Regions from separate parts of the Sus scrofa genome. Here region 2 is linked to region 1. The links are chromatin contacts, called in public promoter capture Hi-C maps. All regions are on one chromosome and are shown on one strand. Each heading gives the region's core, a stretch centred on a gene start, on an enhancer-like site or on the middle of the called end of the contact. The rest is flanking DNA. Distances are from core to core; before and after follow the strand shown. Region 1 has its middle 31 kb from the start of MFSD6. Region 2 overlaps NEMP2 (nuclear envelope integral membrane protein 2).

Region 1 (5,385 bases), core at 1,651-4,150:
GGAAAACTCAAGAGAATTAAGCAAAAAGATAACAGAATAAAATGTTTCTGTAAGTTAACCTTCTTTCCTCCTATTTACATTTTAAGTCATCTTTTAAATCCAGTATAAGTCCCACTTTCTCCATGAAGCCCGTGCCAAGGAAAGAAAAGGGATGGAAGGGGGAGCTAAAAGGAACTAACGTCATTAATATCGTCACCACTGAGTTTATCCATTTACTATCATCCGTTTATTCAACAAATATTTATCTCCTCTCCCTTTCTTCCTTTCGCTCCCACCTGAGGTAATCACTTCCAAGAGCTTATGTTTATTCTTCGACACCTTTCTCTATGCTCACTCACACATATTGCAACAGTCAGGTTCTGCGATACCGTTACAATGGCATGTCCGGGTTGCTGGCTGCATCTAGTATCTGTTCTCTCTTCCTTTTATAGTAATAAAGTTTTTATCTGTGCACATGGCTACTAGTTAAAGACTACCTCTCTGGGCTTTCCTAGCAGCTGGATGTGGTTATGCAACTGAGTTCTGCCACTGGAATCGAAATAGAAGTTAATATGCACAACCTTTGGTGATATTCTTAAAAGGAAGGAACATGCCTTCCCCTTCTCCTTTTCTCTTTCCCAATGACTGGAGTGTGAACACAATAGGAAGAGCTGGAGCTGCCATGCTGGCCCTTGAGAGGGAAGCTTTATGTTGAAAACAACAGAACAATAAGCTCAAAAGAGCAGAAATCCCTGGTTCTCAACACCATTGAGAGACTTATTTCCCTAAATTTTATATGAGGGAGAAACATACTTTTATCTTTTTTTTTTTGTCTTTTTGCCATTTCTTGGGCTCCAACGTCATATGGAGTTTCCCAGGGTAGGGGTCTAATCGGAGCTGTAGTCACCGGCCTACACCAGAGCCACAGCAGTGCGGGATCTGAGCCGAGTCTGCGACCTACGCCACAGCTCACGGCAACGCCGGATCCTTAACCCACTGAGCAAGGCCAGGGATCGAACCCGCAACCTTGTGGTTCCTAAGTCAGATTCGTTAATCACTGTGCCATGATGGGAACTCCGCTTTTATCTTGTTTAAATCACTGAATTTGGACTCTACATGCTAACTAATACACATAATACAGAACAATACAATTAATCCAAATCTTGAACAAGTTGTTTCCCTTCTTTAAGCAGCTCACAGACCAGCATGGGAGACAGGTCATTACAATAGTATTTAAGTGCTGTGATAGAGAAGGTATCTGGTACTTGAAGCGGTGGAAGGTCAGCAAGCTTCGTCTGTGCAGGACATAGGTTCAGTTGGGTCTGAAGGAGGGCTAGTGGGCTACCCATTCACTCCTGTTTCTCTGGGCTTCGGCAACAATCCTCCTGTTTCCTCTTACTTCTATGGCTTATCCACAGTTCCTGCTCCTATACCCTGGTGAATGTTGGCCTTTCCCAGCGTTCTCAGTATATTCTCTCTCTTGGTGACCCCTTCATTTCCATGATTCTAAAAAGCAGCTCAGTGCTGATTATTGCCATGTCCAACCCTCCCTTCTGAGTTTTGGACTCACAGACTTAATTGATTACTTCCCAGCTGCAAGTCTCACAGGCATCTCCAAGTTCTTATGCCAACATGTGAACTCTTCCTTTCTTCTCTCCAACCTGCTCCTCCCACAGCCTTCTCCCTCTCACCAAAGTTTATCACAATCCACCCAGTCGCTCAAGCCAGAAACTTGTGAGTCATTCTTACACCACCTTTCCCTTGCCTCCCACACTCAATATATCACCTAGTGTGCAGATACACTTTCGAAAACTCTCTTGAATTCATCTGCTTCTCTCCATCCCCACTGCTACCACTCTGGTCAGAACCACTGCTTATCTGTCTTCTCACTGCTGGTTACTTTCCAACCAAGCCTCCCTTCCACTTCTGCTCTCTCCATGCCATTCTCCACACAGCAGCCATAGCCATCTCTCAAATGCACAAATCAGATCCCCTAGACATTCTTCAATGGATTTCACCGAATCTAAGTTAAAATTCAAAATGCTTGACATGATGCTGAGGTTATTGCCTGACCTGGCTCCTGCTTACTTCTCCAATCTCATCTCTTGGAATTTCCCCTTAACCCAACACTCACTCTGGTCTAGTCATCAAAGCTTAGATCTCTGCTGCTTCAAGGCTGCTCCTTCTGCGGGGAAAAGTCTTTCCAGAACTCTTTCCCTGGCCATCTCCTACTTATGCCTCAGGCCTCACTTTACTGCTACTTCCTCAAAGAGGCCTCCTCCATCCTCTGATCTAAATTATGTTCTTCCATTTTTCTCTTGCAGAACATGTTGTTTTCCTTCCTGTGGAAGACTGCTGGTGGATTCCCAGAATCCATTCTCCCTTTCTTTTGTAGCAATGGAATTCAGCTGGGTATTTGGCCATTTAGCTAAAGATTATGTTTCTCTCCTTTACACTCAGATGTGGACATGTGACTGTTTCGGGTAAGGGGATATACATGGATGTGATGTGTGCAAATGCCAGGGTTTCCATTTAAGTGACTGTGCTTGAACTCTCCTCATCCATGTGCTGAAAATGGTGAGACCTGAGCAGGTCACCCTGGACCAGACATGGAATCCAGGTGTTGTGTGGGAGGTGGGGTCCCTACCTGTGGACTGTCAGATGAGAAAAAAAAAAAATCTAATCCTTTTTAGCTATTGGACTTTTGAATCTCTTTGTTATAGTAACGGGGGCCTTGGATAGGTTTAAGTAGAGAATTAAGGTCTGCTGGTAGCACATCCGGGAGGCACAGGACCGTGTGAATGGAGCCCCGTGGTGTTGCGCAACCCAGTGAGACTGCAAAGAAATTACACAGTCTGATGTTTTTAAAGGTTACTTTGGTTATAGTAGGGAAAATTGATTGAATCAGAAAACATGGTGAGCCAGAGAGGCCAGAGGAGTGGTTGTCATAGGCAGAGGGAAGATTACCTCATAGATTAGCATAGCACAGGGATAGGGAGAAGAGGTCAAATTCCAGGAAAACTTTGAAAGGTGGACACTACCTGGCTTGGCATTTACTGGGCATGGTAGGCAAAATCACAGCCTCCTAGCGATGTCCATGTCCTAATCCCAGGAAACTTTGACTATGTTACCTTACATCGCAAAAAGGACTTTGCAACTATGATTAAAGTTCTTGGGATTTCCTTTCATGGCGCAGAGGAAACAAATCCAACTAGGAACCATGAGGTTGCAGGTTTGATTCCTGGCCTTGCTCAGTGGGTTAAGACTCTGGTGTTGCCGTGAGCTGTGGTACAGGTCGCAGACGTGGCTCAGATCTGTGGCTGTGGCATAGGCCGGCAGCTGTAGCTCCGATTTGACCCCTAGCCTGGGAACCTCCATATGCCATGGATGCAGCCTTGAAAAGACAAAAAGACAAAAAAAAAAAAAAAAAAGTCTTGAGAGGAGGAGGATGTCCTGGACTATCAAGGTGAGCCCAGTGTAATCACAAGGGACCATGTAAAAGGGAGGGGGGAGGGTCAGAGTCAGAAAAGGCAATGTGGCTGCTGAAGCAGAGGTGAGAGTGATGTGCTATGAAGATGGAAGAAGGGGCCATGAGCCAAGAAGCCTCTAAAAGCTGGAAAAGTCAAAAGAGTGGATGCTCCTCTAAAGCCTACAGGTGGAATGCTGTCCTACAGACACCTTGATTTTAGCCCAGTAAAGCCCATTTTGGACTTCCAATTTATAGACATGTAAGATACTCAATTTGTGTTGCATTAATTCCATAGATTTGCGGTAACTTGTTATAGTAGCATGGAAAACCAATATGCTGGGTGTGGGGATAAGGGTGAAGGGAGCAATGAGTGCAGGTGGATGGTATGTGTAACTGGGTGGATGATGGTTTGGGAACCCAGAAGTAAAGGCCAGTAGGGGAGGGGTGGAAGATGGGTAAAACAATCACTGGATTTGGCCATATGGATCTGGCACTCAGGAGAGAAGCTTCCCCAGAGAACGGGATTGGGGGGACAGCCTCAAATATTCGGTGATTAAAGCCAAGGGAGGGGGTGAGAGTAGTCACAGAAAAAAAGAGAAGAAAGGCCTAGGACAAAGCCAAAGTGGAGCATACAAAGGGGAGGAGCCAAGGAGGAAGAGCAAAACCCAGGGCTGTGGATCACAGAAGGCTGTGAGAAGGAAGAGTTTCAAGGGGGGGATGGTCAATTAGTGTCCAGTGTTGCCGAGAGAGAAATGTAGATCACACCATTTGCCTTAAAATCTTCAACCCTCCATATGTGAATATACATGTTTGTAAGAATTTGCAGGAACTAGGAAAAGGGACTAGTTAAGGCCCAGGGTCCTAAAGCCAGACTCCTTAGTTTTGAATGCAGATTCTATCACTTGCTTGTGGTGTGAGCTTGGTCAAGTTACCTCACTTTTATATGCACCAATTTCCTCATTTGTAGAATGGGGTCATAACAGTGCTTACTTGTATGTAAATCAATAAATACAGGCAAAGGGCTTTGAACCGTGCTTTGCACAGGTAAGTACTGCCTAAGTGTTCCCTGGTATTGTTCTCATATTACGTACTATATTGTTTACTTTGTTATTTAAGAATAATCATTTCTGCCAAAGGAAACAAATGCAAGGAGGAGAATGAAATGACATAAAAGCAAGTTGTTTGTAAGACAAAGTAAGTAGTGCATGTATGAGCTGAAATGGAGAGGAAGGGTTGGAAGGTCCAAAGAAGCACCAAAAATTCTTGAAACAGTAAATATTCATGAGGCATATTAGGTACTCAGTGTTCAGGAAGACTTCAAATGACCACCCACTGGTGGCACCTGCACAGCTTCCATATGTTCTCGGCTTGAGAAATACAGATAAAATCCCCAGCTGCTCATCAGGCTAACTGGCCAGCTGGCATGATGGCCAGCTACCCTTGCCCCTGGTCTCTCAATAGAGAAAGCTTGCTTTGGCTTTGGCACCAGGCACCCCGTGACAGTCAGTTCCCCTCCTTCAACCTCAACTCTGGTCCTTGTAATGGTACCATCAGCACATGGAAGGCTCATGGGGGTGGGGGTGGGGGTGGGGTGGAGAAGGGCACAGGTTCTATGCATGTTTCATAAAATAGACCACCTGCTTGTACCCTAGCCCAATTGAGTTAATCTACCCTCTATCCCCTGACTTCTTACTTTGCCGGTTAAATTGATTCAATAAGCCATGTGATTTCAACACTCTAATTTTGTCTTTGAGCCTTTCTGTGCACGGACTTCTGGGACAGCCTGCATGGCTGTATACTTGGAAGCTATTTTCCCATGCCACACCCATTAGTTACCTCATTGGGGGTAGGGAGACATGGGAGGAGTGGCAGGTCACTTTTCTTTATGCATATTTGCGTCTTCTCCTTAGTTATACTGAAAAGAGAAAGGGCTACCA
Region 2 (5,337 bases), core at 1,062-3,561, 100 kb after region 1:
ACGCCCACTCAAGGCGGGTGGTGAATGTTGGTCAGGAACAAAAAAATTAGAAAAACGGTAGTCACAGGGAGGAAAATGTTGTCAGGGCCTGCAGACACTGGAAGGGTGGTCTCTGCCATGGACCAGGTATCCCATCACCTAGGAGAAGCTAGCCCCCCTGGGGGGTGTCTGTATTAGCCATTTTGGCCTGTTGACATTAAACATGTGAGTTATATAGCAAACTCCCTTTGTTTTCTTTCTGTTCACCAAGAAACCTGTTTATTACAATTTTGATTCCCCATAGACCTGTCTTCAGAGAATCTAGGGGTTCTCTGAAATCAGTTCAAGTAATTTTATCCCTATGCCAGTTATGTTTTTGGCTGTAGATCACTAAATGGACAGACTATATGAACTGGCTAATGTGGGACAGGTCATCTTATAGTGCAATGACAAAAACAGGGATCTGAATCAGTAAGGCCACAAGTCCCCAACCATATGGTTAATTCATCAATGGTCTCGCCACCCAGTAGGGTCTCTCAGAAGGCAGCTTGCTCCTGGGGTCAGGTGAAAATACCCATCTTGGTACAGGCTTCTTCAAATTTCCACACTGATTAAGTTTCCTATGCATAGGATCTTTCTCTTTCAGTTGGACAAAAAAAAAAAAAAAAAAAAAGCTGTGCTTCTCTAACTCTGAAGAATAATCACACACAGGGTAATATAAGACTGCTTTTCTTTTTTACGGCTGCACCTGGAGCATATGGAAGTTCCTGGGCCAGGGTTTGAATCAAAGCTGCAGCTGCAGCCCATGCCACAGCCATGGCAACACCAGATATGAGCCACATCAGTGACCTACGCCAAAGCTTTTGGCAACACCAGATCCTTAACCCACTGAGCAAGGCTAGGGATGGAACATGCATTCTCATGGAGAACATGTCGAGTCCTTAACCTGTTGAGCCACTATGGGAACTCCTTTCTTTTCTTGATGTCATTCCAGGGGTCTTAATTCTTCCACATGTTTAGATATATTGATATAACCCATCAGCTATTCCAAACCTCTTAAATTTCTAGATTTTAAGTCATAAATTCAAATATTGTCCTAAATGTCAGATGGACACTCCCCTGCAATTCAGCCCTAAATATTACTGGCAAACTATACAAGTAATTCACAAAGCATTTTTTGTGATATGTAAAATGTGTTTTAAGACCTTTTACAAATCACATTGAATGATATGATTGTTTAAGCATGGCCACCTACACTACTGCTCTCACCCACATGTTCTGGTGTCAAATGTCCAATTTGCTAACAACAGTGAGCTTTTGTGAGGCAGCTCCTGTAAGTGCTAACACAATAAAAGTTCTGCTGTGCTCCCTAATTGCACACCTATGGTGGTGAGGCACAGAGCCAACTGTCATCCTCCTGCGAAGGGCAGAGCCTTTTACGAAATGATCATTTAAACCATTTAAAGGCCTTTAAATAAATAAAGAAAAAGAAGAGGGGTGGGGAGAGAGGTAGAGAGAGAGAGACAAAGAAGGGAAGAAGAGAAAACAGATCTCGTAGAGGAATTATACATGTTTGATGGGGACTAGAGCTGAGTTCAGCGCTGTAATAAACCCTGATTGAAATGAACACAACAGAAATACACCAGCTATATCACAAGTAATGCTTTTAATTGTTTAGCTTCTTACAGGACTCACATAACAGAAAGAGACAAATCCATGACTTCCTCTAAAACATGAAAAACAATGTCCCCAAAGACCATAGCTCTTTTTCTCTTTCTTTAGGTATTTTGTAACAGTAAACATGGTGACATCAGCTTGCTGGCCCACCAGAAGCTGCTTCCTTCCATCACTGGCACCTCTTCACCCTGGTGCAGGTAGGCCTAGCGGCTGTCTTGGCTGGGATGTCCCCAGCAGGCTGTACACACCACACACACACACACACACACACACACACGGGGTAGTACACACACCACCTCCTGGGAGGTGAACAGAGTGAGCACAACCACAAACTCGTCTCATATATTTATAATAAAGCACCAATAAATAGAATTATAAAAAAAAGAACTGATTAAACTGTGACAAAAATGACGTTAAGAACCATTTACACTTCTAAAACGGTCATCGTCATCCTAAATCCAAATGGAAAATGTCTTGACTTTTATATCAAAGTCTATGTGAAAGCAGATTAAACTGAGTACATTTCACAAAAATAGCAAAGCTCTTGACATTACAAGGTGTCTGGCAAAAAGACCTGTAAAATACTGACACACTGCTTCAAAGAGGAAATATTTGAAAATCAATCTGACAGTTCCAAATGGGCAGCCACGCTCTTATGCAACAACATAGAAAAACTCTACTAAATTTGGCTCAGGAAAGCAGGAAATTATCTGTATGTTCCTCCTCCATAACCCTTCTTCTAGTCCTCATTCATTATGCGGCTACTCTTTATGACCTCACAGCAAAAGGGCCCATACCTGATTCTTACAGAGAATCAATCCAGCAACTTCTCAACCCTTAGGTTGCTTTGCCACTTTCAGATCTTTTCTCATGCCTTGTTTTGGCTTCTTTTCCTCAGGGTCAGAGCTCACAGTTAGTCCCTCATTTCACTCTGAATATAACATTAGGAATCAAGAAAAAAAGATTTGTTCTCTGTAAGAAAGATCACAAACCTGTTTTGTAGGAAATTGTTATAAACATATATAACTAATAAACAATTTTAAAAGATAGGCCACTCAATTTAAAATGTCACAAGAGGTTAAATGCTTTCAATTTCAACATACAGAAAACCCTATGAGAAGTAATTCTAATTTCTGATCTTTATATATGACTATAAAAGTCTTATCAAAACTTTAAAATATAATCTTAGGAAAATGTTTCTCTTTATTATAGTTATCAAACAGCTAGTTGGCTATTATTTAAAAATTAAAAATAAAAGAGTTACCAACATTGTGAGACCCAAGGCTATGGAGAGATGGCCCCTTGGCTTGCTTCTAAAGGTCTCTTCTACCTGAGTGGTACAAAACCATAGGGCTGGAGTTCTAGCACTAGAGCTGCCTCTGAAAAGCTTTGTGGTCTCGGAGAAGTTAGTTAACCTCCCCAAAGCTCAACTCCTCCTCCATCATCAGCAGTTCCCAAACATGTGTTCCAAGGAATATTAATCTCATGAAAAAAGGGTTCTGTGGTCAAAGTAAGTCAGACACTGCTGAGCACAGTTTCTCCTCTTCGGAGATTCGCAGTGTGCATTAGCATTACTAAAGGCTCTGAGAAGTCCTGCAGTACATTTGTTTATCCTGTATCAGTATTAGTTGACCTCAGGATCCCTTTATCCACTGATGCTTATTACCATCCTGTGGACTACACTTTGGAAAACACTGGTCCAGCATTATCTCGTGTCTCTTCTAGCACTTACATTGATCACACATAGGAAAAGCAATGCAGAATCTTCTGACGCAGGTCCTGGGAAATGAGAGGATTTAATGCCCTGGAGTTGATAAGGCACCTATTAATATTAATTGGCCCCTTAAAGATCAACATAATTCCTTCTTCCTAATGAAACTCTTCATTCAAGGAAAGTGGTAGTGACCATCACAGAATCTTGTAGGTCACCTACAGTACAATTTGCAGAAGTAGCCAAGAAGGATTATCTCTAACACAGTTCCTTTCCAGCGTGATTTGACTTTTCTCCACAGCAAATGCTCTTGCCACTGTTCTCTAGAATGGTTCTGCCCACCTTTAATAGGATCTCTGCCCTTCCTTGTCCAGAATGATTATCAGTGTGCAGGTAGACTGTCAGGAGTCCTCAGGTTAAAGAGCTGCTCTTCCAAGAAGGCACCCCCAAGGCCATACTGTTCTTCATGCAGACTAATTTCTTCAGGTGACAAGTGGCTTCCTCCAAGAACAAAGTCTGCAAACCTAGTAAGATTTTTTTTTTGTTTTAAACAAAGTTAATGTTATCATAGAAAGGTTTATATGAAAGATAACATGTTCCCCTGCTACTTTTCCCCTTTAACTAAATTTTTGACTTTGCATCAATAGACGATGGCATTTACACAGTAGGTATAAAAACGGGCATGGCCTATGTGTTCCTTATCCAGATATTCAGGGAAAAGGTAGAGAAGTGGGCAGACTCAGAAGGACAGAATGCTGCCAAAGATACCCACCTGTGTTTTCTAATTCCTTTGTTCTTATTAAACATATGACTTATTCATTATTTTTGTGTAAATACTTCCCCCTTCGATCTTGGAGGACACTGTCATTTGGATAAAGCCATGCAGAAGTAGAAGCAGTAAGGAAAAGATGTTGGGGACAGAGATGGCTTTCCTGGTGAACTTTACAAATGACCTTCCATACCCGTAGAGTGAGGGGCAGGTGACACCACCCATCCCACCCTCTCCCGATAAAGCACATCAGATCAAGAGTGATACTGATGCTGAGGGTTCCATGGTGCGAGTCAGAGCACTGGGGCAAAAGAAGACGCTCTGACAGCTTCTGCATCATTTGTTATCCAGGGAAGCTGTCTGTTTCTAGCCTGAAGTATCTGAGCCAAAATGTCATGGTATTGCACAGTAGCTCCAACTCAGGCTGGTTCAGGCAGCTGAGCGGGACTTACTTTTTCGGCTCCTGGAGCCTGGAGACGGCCAGCCAGGATGGGAAGCCAGGGCTGCGGCAGGCCTGGCGCAGCTCCTCCAGAGCTTGGGTTGTTGCAGCATCGGCCTGTTCCCTGTATTCGTCTTCAGTAAGATACTTAACCACCAGCTTTTCTGATGTAAACCAGTTCTTCATTTTCCTAAAACAGGTGGCATTTGGTTGCTAGATTCCTGGCCATATTTGGTTGCTCAATTCAACCCTTAAGATTTATAAAAATACATTTCTTAGACAGTAATGGTAATAATTCTTCACTTCCTCTATATCATGCTAGACTCTATTACCGTTCTCATGACTGAGGTTTGTAGAATATGTAGTCTGGGTCTAATAGTACATTTCTCCTCTTCCTAGACCATCCTAAATAATGTCCTAAGGCAACTGAGGATCCATTTCTAATAGATCCTCTATGTGTCTTCCTTAGTGATTTCAAATCACACCATCGGACAATTAAAAGTCTGCCTTGCAGATTTTCTTGGGCGCTAACAAATGCAAGCCTTTGTTATGTCCTTTTATGGAGACCCAGCAAAAACACCTGCCACTTAACAGAGCAGCCGGGAAGATCTGTGGGATATCGCCTCCACCTAGTGGTGGTGATTCTGACTAACTTTTGAGAGGGAGTAAACTCTATACAATGACTTATAACAATTTTTCCTTTGCTACATGCTGAAGGGCATGCATTGGAATTTGTTTCCAACTAGGAAAATCCTAAAGGGA

Evidence for each region. Promoter capture Hi-C pulls out the DNA fragments that hold promoters and counts their contacts.
Region 2: a promoter capture Hi-C map of liver shows a contact between it and region 1, with 2.5 times the contacts expected there. The contact joins two enhancer-like sites. A contact is called at or near these places in 2 of 5 promoter capture datasets (fetal liver and liver) and 1 of 47 Hi-C or Micro-C datasets (skeletal muscle).

What each region holds. Positions count from the first base shown.
Region 1 is chr15:95,008,426-95,013,810 of Sscrofa11.1, forward strand. No RefSeq gene overlaps it. Among named protein-coding and RNA genes, the nearest start is that of MFSD6, 31 kb to the right of the region's middle. Within about 2 kb of position 2,901, at least 2 of the 83 cell types and tissues checked have an H3K27ac peak or open chromatin away from gene starts, as enhancers often do. A contact at or near this core is called in liver, where this site is marked.
Region 2 is chr15:95,109,505-95,114,841 of Sscrofa11.1, forward strand. It overlaps NEMP2 (nuclear envelope integral membrane protein 2), which reads right to left. Exons shown (of 13, transcript XM_021076065.1): 12 at 4,589-4,765; 13 at 1,627-3,891. The coding sequence ends at 3,750. It also overlaps the pseudogene LOC110257151. Among named protein-coding and RNA genes, the nearest start is that of MFSD6, 70 kb to the left of the region's middle. Within about 2 kb of position 2,312, at least 1 of the 83 cell types and tissues checked has an H3K27ac peak or open chromatin away from gene starts, as enhancers often do. A contact at or near this core is called in liver, where this site is marked.